2 separate regions of the Oryctolagus cuniculus genome follow, and region 1 is linked to region 2. A link is a contact called in public Hi-C data. All regions are on one chromosome and are shown on one strand. The core of a region is the stretch at or near the end of the contact, and the rest is flanking DNA. Distances in the headings are between cores, read along the strand shown. Region 1 holds the start of MYO1E (myosin IE). Region 2 overlaps MYO1E (myosin IE).

Region 1 (4,560 bases), core at 899-3,398, 130 kb before region 2:
GCACCGTGCTGATCCGAAGCCGGGAGCCAGGTGCTTCTCCTGGTCTCCCATGGGGTGCAGGGCCCAAGCACTTGGGCCATCCTCCACTGCACTCCCTGGCCACAGCAGAGAGCTGGACAGGAAGAGGGGCAACTGGGACAGAATCCGGCGCCCCAACCGGACTAGAACCCGGTGTGCTGGCGCTGCAGGCAGAGGATTAGCCTATTGAGCCACGGTGCTGGCCAAATAAACCATTTTAAAAAATAGTTTTAAAAAAACTCAAATGATGATACAATTGATAAATAGTGTCAAGGTAGTTTTTGGCAAATGCAAGGGTGATTGATTAGGGCTAGTGCTGTGCAGAGTATGCTAAGCCTCTGTCTGTGGTGCTGCATCACTTATGGGTGCTGATTCCTGTCCTGGCTGCTCCACTTCCTATTCAGCTCTCTGCTATGGCCTGGGAAAGCAGAAGGTGGCCCAACTGCTTGGGTCCCTGTACCCGCATGGGAATCCTGGAAGGAGCTACTCGCTCCTGGCTTCCGATCGGCCCAGCTCTGACCATTACGGCCATTTGAGGAGTGAACCAGTGGATGGAAGACCTTTCTGTCTCTCCCTCTCTCTATCCATAACTCTGCCTCTCAAATAAATAAATAAAATCTTTAAAAAAAGAAGTTAATCATTGGGTTATTAAACAGATTTTCAGTGTTTCATTACATCTTTGGATTAAATTTGAGCAAAGCAACAATGTCTTTGCCTGTATATCTTGAAGCCTTTGTCAATCCAACTGTTAATCATGGTTGACCTTGTCTGGCAGATGTGTTAGGCATTGTGTCATTTTCAACACAAGTAAAATTTCTTGTGTACTACCAGTAAGCCACTTACTACTAGTAAACTCAAATTTCTCTTTTGGCAACCAACATTTCTCTTTTGATAATGTAAAATAGATTCTAAAACACTGATAGTGTTAAATTTTTAAAATTATTTATTTATATTTACTTGAAAGGCAGAATGAAAGCAGAGAAACAGAGAGAAAGATCTCCCATCTTCTGTTTTACTTCTGAAATCCCTGAGTTAGACCAAAGCCAGAAGCCCAGAATTCTATCTGGGTTTCCTGCCACAGAGGCAGGAGCGGAGCCAGGAGCTTCTTTTGGGTCTCCCACATGTGGATGCAAGGGCCAAGCACTTGGGCCATCTTCCACTGCCTTCCTGGGTGCATTAGCAAGGAGATTGATGGGAAGTGGAGCAGCCTGGACTCCACCGGGTGCCCCTATGGGATGCTGGCCCTGCAGGCCGAGGCTTAGCCTTCTATACCGCAGCCCCGACCCCACACCCACTGCCAATTACTCCCATCTTCCCTCCTGCAAGTTCCTGGAAAACCACTAATCTACTTTTTGTCTACACATACTGCCCTATTCTCCACTGCACACGAACGTAATTACACGGCAGGCGGTGCTTTGCGCCTGGCTCCTTTCCCTCCAATGTTAGCAGGGTTTGTCCGTTGCTGCGCTTCACCCTGCTGAAGGCTGAGTGACATTTTGCTGCACGGGCTGCCCTGCCCTGCCCTCCCAACTTTCTAGGCATGATGATGTTTAACACCCTGCCAAGTCTGCCATCCTGTCGTCAGGCCGAGGACTACAAGGGATTAAATAAACCATCGTTAAGTCATCATTTGCTCCCTCGTTTTTCTATGCCCTGGAGTTTTCAAATCTTATCTTCCACAGATTTCAGGGCAGCCTGGTGGTGATCCACCGGGTCTCCCTCCTCAGCCCCCCAGGTAGTGAACTCTCCCTCCCTACCATTATTTCAGGGGTTCTGCTCTGTCCCCACCCCCACCTTCTCCTGGCCCACCTGGTTTCCTGTAACCTGACACTCCGGAATAACGCACTCGGGCAGCCCTGATTGCTTTGAGCAGATACGCATTCCTGGAGGTTGGGTACGGTTTCTTCCCACCTATCTCCTCCTGGTCCCTCTGCTAGGTGCGTGGGCAACTTCTCCCCCCAAAACGCCTTCCTTTGTGTTCCGAGGAATTTCAGGTACAAGGCGGGGTGAGGGCGGGGGTGATTATTTTTGACTTTCCTCACAACCCAGACGTAGGAAAGAAAAAGGATTTCCTTTGGGCTGCTGCCATGAGTCTGATCCTCTATGTTGATAAAATATTTCCTTCTTGAAAAAAAAAAAGTCCAGGACAATCACGCCACTTCAGCTCGGACGCTAACTGTAACTTTCAAAAAAAGACAATTTTTTTTAAACAAGAAAGAAACTTAAAAAGGAATAGGAGGGGTTTGCTTCTTTTTCACAGAGGGTTTCCTTTCCAACAGTCCCGGTCTTGCCACCAGGAGCGAGCCGGGTCCGCAGCGTTCCTGGGAGGCTGGCGCGGCCGGCGGACTACAGGATCCAGAGGGCCTTGGAAACCGCAGCAGCCGCACGCTCGTTGGCTACCGCCGGTTCCCTGAGGAGTGACGCGGCCAAAACAAAGCCTGATTGGCCGGGTCTGGGCTGAATTCTCCATTTATGGACAGATCGCCCGGCCCGAGCCGAGCCTCAGCCTGAGGAGTACGGATTAAGTGCTGGAAGAAAGAGGAGCGAGGCCGGGGAGCTGGGCAGCCGCGCCGAGCGCAACCGACTCCGTCAGGCGAGCGGCAGCCGCCGGGTCCCAGGGGACCCCAGCCCTCTCCGCAGTATGCGCCCCGCCTGCTAGGGCGCCCCCGTCTCGCCCTCACCTAGCGCCGCCGATCCCGCCTGGATGCAGTCCCCGCTAGGTTCCCATTGGCTCCTGTGAGTGCTTGGGTGTCGGGAGCCTGGTTTTGGCGACGGGAACCAACTTTTGAAGTTCGCCCAGGAGCCTGCGTTCCAGCCTCAAGCTCCCGGGCACCCGAACCGGCGGAGGCGCGACCGCGACGCGAGTCACCATGGTGAGTTGACCGCGCTGCGTCCCCGGGGCGCCCGGCTCTGGCACGGGGCAGAAAGCCCCGGAGCGCGGCACCCACCTTGGGCGCGCTGCCCGGGCCCCGGGCGGAGAAGGTGGACGCGGGAGCCGGCACGTCGCGGACTCTGTCTGTCTGCTGCTGCTTTCCGAAACCCGGGAGTGAAAGCGAGGGGCCAAGGAAAACTTTTCCTTCAAGTCGCTTTCTGCGTCGCGCAACTTTTCTGTGGCCGGCTTTGCTATGGCTGCCAGCCGTCGGCAGCCCGAGCGTGGGCACATCTGGTTGCAGAGGCACGGATCCCCTCCTGCCTGCCGGGAAGGTGGGGTCCTGGCCGGCCGCCGCCAAGTTCGCGTCCCCCTCCCGGCGGCGGGCACCGTCGCGGGCTGCCTCCCCGGCGGGGGCGGCCCGGCTGCGCCCGCAGCTGTCCCGCCTGGCACCGGCCCGGCGGCGGGGGCGGCCCCGGCCGGCCCGGGCGAGGGAGCGGCGCGGCCGCACAAAGGCGGGCGGGGGCGCCAGGTAGCGCGATCACCTGGCGGTGGCCAGGCTGCTGAGAGAGAAAGTGACCCGGGCGCAGCCAGGAGCCACGCGGGCCTTGGGATCCGTGGGGGGCGCGGGCGGCCGAGTAAGCACGTCGGGTAGTGGGGGGACCCCACCCCGTCCCAAGTGCGAGGTGGCCGGGAACGTCCGGGGGTGTGGTGAGCGGCTCGCACCGGGAGGAGCCCTCTCGAGTCCGGAACGGGATTATTCTGTCCTCCTTGGCGTTCGGGCGTCTGTGGCATTGGCTGCTGCTTTCGCCGCCTCGCCGGTGACTTTTTCTAAGCTTTGCCCTCCCTTGCCGCCGGGTAACTCTCGCCACCTCCCCCGGGTGTTGGTGCGTTGGGTGTTGGTGTGGTGCACTTTTCTGTCCGAGGCACAAAAAGCAAGGTCTCTGGGGGAGATGGGCAATCCACCAGAAATAAAAGTGCCGCTTCCAGGCGGTCCCGCACTTGCTTCGTTCCTGACATTTCTGACGATCCGGAGTAGGTGGGTGAACTGGTCCTCTTCTGCTCTGCTGTTGTTTGATGCCCGTGAACGTGAGTTTGCTAAGTCAGAGCAGAGCGCTCGTTTTAAAAATCTGAATCCTGAGGGATCCACGCAGCTCACCAGGGCAACGCTTGACCCTGCTGGTGCAAAAGGATGATTAAAAGCCAAAAGAGAAACCTTTAAAAGGCACCCTTGACCAACACTTTTTCTTTGTACCTAGTCCAAAATTGGGTCATCTTGGCCCCAATCTAAGAGAGAGAGTTGATCTGTGAGTGCATTTCCTTTTGCAGTTTCGAGACTTCACAAGCCCGTCTGCTGCACATTATTAGGGTGCCCCTAAAGAAAACCATTTAAGGGTGCTTGGGTCTGGGTGGAGCTACCTAGTCGTGGGGCATCAGGCCCCTCGAGTTTAAGCAGGCTGATAGCCCTGCAACTTTAGAATCGCTGTAATTATTTTCCATGGTTCAATATTTCTAAAAAAAAAAAAAAAGAGAGAGAGAAAAATCAATGTGCTTATGTCATGAGCTTCAAGGATCTTACTGAATTTAACTCCCTAAGTGGTGCCTTGAGAAAATTAACTTTCCCTCCAGAAGCTCATTTTTTATTTTTCTGGCTTATGGGTTGCAGGGGAACC
Region 2 (4,892 bases), core at 2,109-4,608:
CTTTGTTACTCAGGATGTGATTAATATGCCCTCATCGTTTAATTTTAGAACTTCTAAAATAAGGAAGCTTGCATCAGATCAGGGCACGTGATTTGGAACCTCAGAGTGCCTAACTTTTTTCATTTGCATGACAGAAATAATAACGAAGATATTTCAAAAAGCTTGTGGAAACGGGCAAAAGAATTAAAATTTATTTTGAAAACCATGCATAGCGTTTTCAGAATGTACATTTTTTTCCATGAGCTTTTTGAGGATACCACAGGATGCACTGCAAAAAGTTTGGAAAATAGGGGACGGTGCCGTGGCTCACTTGGTGCTGGCATCCCTTATGGGTGCCGGTTCTAGTCCCGGTTGCTCCTCTTCCAATCTAGCTCTCTACTGTGGCCTGGGAGGGCAGTGGAGGATGGCCCGAGTCCTTGGGCCCCTGCACCCGTGTGGGAGACCAGGAAGAAGCTTCTGGCTCCTGGCTTTGGATCCGGTGCAGCGCCGGCCATAGTGGCCATTTGGGGAGTGAACCAACAGAAGGAAGACCTTTCTGTCTTTCTCTCACTGTCTGTAACTCTACCTGTCAAATAAATAAATAAAATCTTAAAGTTTGGAGATTAATGCACTGGAAAAAGAAACCTCTACTAATATTTTTGTGGCTGTTCAGTCTTTTTTTCTTATGTTCTTGTAAAAATATTTTTGTAACCATGTTTGATATGTCATTTAAATCTGATTTCACTTAACATTATTTCAAATTTTTTTTTCTTGTTTCCACTCTGCATGTTAGTTGTAATGTCTGCATAATTCCATCCTTCCAGTATTCCATAATTTTCCTGATTGTATCCCCTGTCACTGGTGCCTTAGAAAAGCTTAATTGTCTGCACACAAGGATCCTTGTGAAGCCTCTTGTTCCCACCATGATAGCATTGCTCACACAGGTTCCAAGAACTCGCTGACCTGCTGTGATTTGTCTTTTGCAACAGAATCGTGCCCCCTCCCCCTTTTTGGGGGGGTCCTGAATTCCTTTCTGCCGGTTTTCTTTCTGTTTGTTTTGTTGAGTGAGGGGGGGACAGGAAGCTGGTTGTGATCCCACCTCATGGGAGGCCATTTTTGTCTTTGTCTCCTCAGTGGTGAAAGTGGAGCTGGGAAGACGGTAGCTGCTAAATACATCATGAGCTACGTCTCCAGAGTGTCAGGAGGAGGCCCCAAAGTCCAGGTGAGCTGACAACGGCCTGGCTTGCAGACCTTGTGCTATGGGAAATGTGAAAGGCTCCATTTGCTGTCCAGGAAAGTGTTTTACTTCCACAGAAAACATGTTGGTTCCATACAACCAAGAAGCTTGACATTTGCAAAGACACTGCATATTTTTGACATTTGCAAAGACACTGCATATTTTGAATTGATGCCTAATATGTAATGAGCTCCTGTATATCAATAAAAGGCAAATGGTCCAAAATGAAAACAAACTAGAGACATGAAAGACAGCTCCTGGAAAAGGAAATACAAATGACTCATCCAACATGAAAATATGCTCACTGTCATGATAATAAGAGAAATGAAAATTAAAACTAATTCCAGAGAACCTGTTTTTATCTGTAAGATGGGCAGGAATCTGGTAGTGTTTTAAAGACTGTTGATAACAGTGTGAGGACATAGGAAATCTCATCCATTGCTGGGAAGACCATGAGGTAGCATACTTTCTTGGAATACATTTCAGCAAAAAATAAAAGCTGTCAGATTTATGCATATATACCCTTTGACTCAACAATTCTGCTTGAGAGAATTTTTCCTTTACATGGGCTAGAATGTCTGCAAAATGATGCTTCCGTAAAGTTACATGACATTTTTGGTAACACAAAAGAGTAGAAACAACTTATTAAGGGCTCATCAGTAGACAACTGGTGAAAAAGAAGTTGATGGTTCATCCTAATGGAATATCATCAAACCTTTATGTGCAGATATAGAATAATCTGAATGATAATGTCAATTACAAAAAAAAAAAAATTAATGTTCCCAAGCTTATGTATAGTAAGCTGCCATTCGTTTGAATGGGTATCCCATAACCCTGGATGTAGACATGAAAAACTGGTACAATAATTGTCTTCAATGAGGGGAGCTGGGAGTCTGGGGAAAGGGTATGTTTCCTATACATCCTATAGAAACTTGCATGTTTTGAACTGTGTTGATAATTGCTAATTTAAGAAACATAAAATTTTCAAGGAAAAGAGAGAAAAATGGAAAGAGTAGATATTAAAGGGGAAACCCTAGGAGAGGGAGAAGACTCAACAAAGAAGACATGAGCAGTGAGAAGAAAGGGGAGTGAATGTGTAAGATGGGCAGAGAAGGAAGATTTAGGAGGACAGTGTGATGAACCGGGTAGTCACAACTTGATCCGTTCTTGGTTTCCCTCATTGCAGTAGCAGAAGGAACATTGATGGAAATAGGCAAACTCCTCCCTACAGTGCGATGGGTCATGGTGATGGTGGAATAAGGTCCACAGAGCGCCATCCAAGCTCACAGCATGCATCCTGTACATGCTGCTAGTGACTTTTTTCAACATTGGAATTCATTTTCCATGGTAGAGTTCATCTAATAAGCAGTATGATTGCCATAGTCAGTTGTAGATTTTCAAAATGCACATTAAAATTCTCTTCACTGTGGCCATCCCTGCTAATCAAATAGGGTTCTATCATCATGGCTGAGTCACCAAGGCAGAGTCCAGAATTCCTTATGTAGAGTACAATAACTCTGTCCAGTAGAAAGATGATGAAGGCCATGCATATAAATTTTCTAGTAGCCACAGTTTAAAAAAGGAAAAACAAATAATAATTCTTAAAATATATATTTTGGGGAATGGGCCTTGTGGTGCAGTGGATTAAACCATGCCTTGGATGTGCCGGTTTTAGTCCTACCTCCACTTTCAATCTAGCTCCCTGTCAATGCACCTGGAAAGCACAGATGATGGTCCAGCTCTGGCTGTTGTGCCCATCTGGGGAGTGAACCAGCGGATAGAAGACCTCTCGTTCTCTCTGCCTCTCTGTAACTCTGCCTTTCAAATAAATAAATAAATCTTAAAAAATGGGGGGAGAGGCTCTCCTTGTATCTCTTCCCTTCTCTAATCATAGAGTTTTAAACAGTTTTATGCCTGTATCCATCTATCAACTATCAGTGATGTCCAACAGAACATTGGGACACACGGTGAGCATCTCAGGGAAGAGAAAGAAATAATGGTGAAAGGGCAGCCCACTTAGAAAACAGCATCCTGGACTCCTGTCTCCATGTCAGCCATCTAAGGAGAGGGTACAATCACAGAGATGGAAAAAAGCAAGTGGACTGAACCACACCAACCTGGGTTCTAGGGATGCACTCCCTGTCCAATATGGACACCACTCGGGTGAAAGAGCCCAAGGACTTGGGCTTTCTTCCACTGCTTTCCCAGGCCATAACAGAGAGCTAGATTAGAAGTTGAAAAGCCTGAACATGGACCAGTGCCTTTATGGGAAGCTGGCACTACAGACGGTGGCTTTACCCACTATGCCACAGAACCAGCCCCAGGCCTCTCCTTTTTTCTCTATGAGAAGCTGATTGTCCTAAGTGGTACAGGCACATCAGGCCAGCAGCAGACAAGAAATAGAAAGGATTCATGAAGATCCACAAACTCAGAATTAATTTTACAAAGAAAAGTAAAGTTTATTTAAATCCTTGAGTTTTTCAAGGACAACGGGCAGCTTGGCAATAGGTTTCTAGGCTTTGAAACTGATTCCCTGGAGGGATCACCCCGAAATTTCCCTCGGGGCCATTACTAATGACCGTTTCCCAGTTGGGATGGAATGCCAGTTCTCACTTCTTACAGCAGTTCCCCTTCTGAATGTTCGGGGGAGTGCCAAAGGAATACTTCACTCCTCTATGGTCAATTAGTAGTTAGTGCCTTAATTTGGTCCTGTTTGCTATCGCCTATGACCTAGTGGCCAGACTGTGGACGGTTAATGTTGACTTTTCTCTTCCTGTTTTCCTATGAGTCCAGTGATGCTGAGCTCTTGGCTTGGAATTAGTCAGTAGCTAAAGAGCGCAAGCCAGAAGACTTGTTATTTCTGGAACATGTTGAACCATAGCATGTGAATAATTAGAAGTACAAGGAATGACTCACTTGTTGAAAGACCTCTCCGGCACCAAATCCTATCTGCTGAGCTGTCTTCTGTCCTGGTGTATTTTGCACACTTTTCAGCCTGGCAGAGAACTGGTGTGTGTAAAAAATCAAATTCTCCCCCTCTAGCAGTAGGCCAGGAGTGTTCCTCACAATGCGTTGTTGACCCTTGCTGGAGCTGGTTGGAGATGCAACTTCTTGGGCCTCATGTTAGAGCTACTGATTTTGCATCTACATTGTAACTAGTTCCCCAGATTTTTTTTTTATAAAAAACTAAGATTTTATTTATTTGAGAAGTGGAGTAACAGAGAGGGAGAGAGAAAGGTCTTCCATCCACTGGTTTACTTCCTAAATGAGCCGATCCGAAGCCAGGATCTTCTTCCAGGTCTCCCATGCAGGTGCAAGGGCCCAAGCACGTGGGCCATCCTCCACTGCTTTCCCACGCCATTAGCAGGGATCTGGATCAGAAGTGGAGCAGCTGGGACTTGAACTGGCACCCATATGGGATGCCAGCTACATAGGCAGAGGCGTAGCCTACTATGCCACAGTGCCAGCCCCACTCCCAGATAGTTTATACACATTAAAAGTTTGAGAAGCACAAAATTATATTTCATAACCCTGTTTGGGGAAGAGAAACTGATTAATTTCCCTTGATAACTCTTGTTGTGGAGCAGGTGAGAGGAGGGCTGACACAGGCAGGTGGGGCAGTTGGGAAAGGGTAGTGACAGTAAAAGCTTCGGTCAGAACAGCAAGGATGTGCACT

Evidence for each region. Hi-C and Micro-C count contacts between places; a contact is called where the count stands out from the background.
Region 1: a Hi-C map of an unstated tissue shows a contact between it and region 2, with 2.5 times the contacts expected there. The contact joins the promoter of MYO1E here to the enhancer-like site in region 2. A contact is called at or near these places in 2 of 6 Hi-C or Micro-C datasets (embryonic fibroblasts and an unstated tissue).

Annotation. Positions count from the first base shown.
Region 1 is chr12:82,224,164-82,228,723 of mOryCun1.1, reverse strand. MYO1E (myosin IE) reads left to right here and starts at 2,148. Exons shown (of 28, transcript XM_008268949.4): 1 at 2,148-2,891. The coding sequence starts at 2,889.
Region 2 is chr12:82,099,032-82,103,923 of mOryCun1.1, reverse strand. MYO1E (myosin IE) reads left to right here. Exons shown (of 28, transcript XM_008268949.4): 5 at 1,114-1,201. Among named protein-coding and RNA genes, the nearest start is that of MYO1E, 130 kb to the left of the region's middle. Within about 2 kb of position 3,358, at least 1 of the 8 cell types and tissues checked has an H3K27ac peak or open chromatin away from gene starts, as enhancers often do.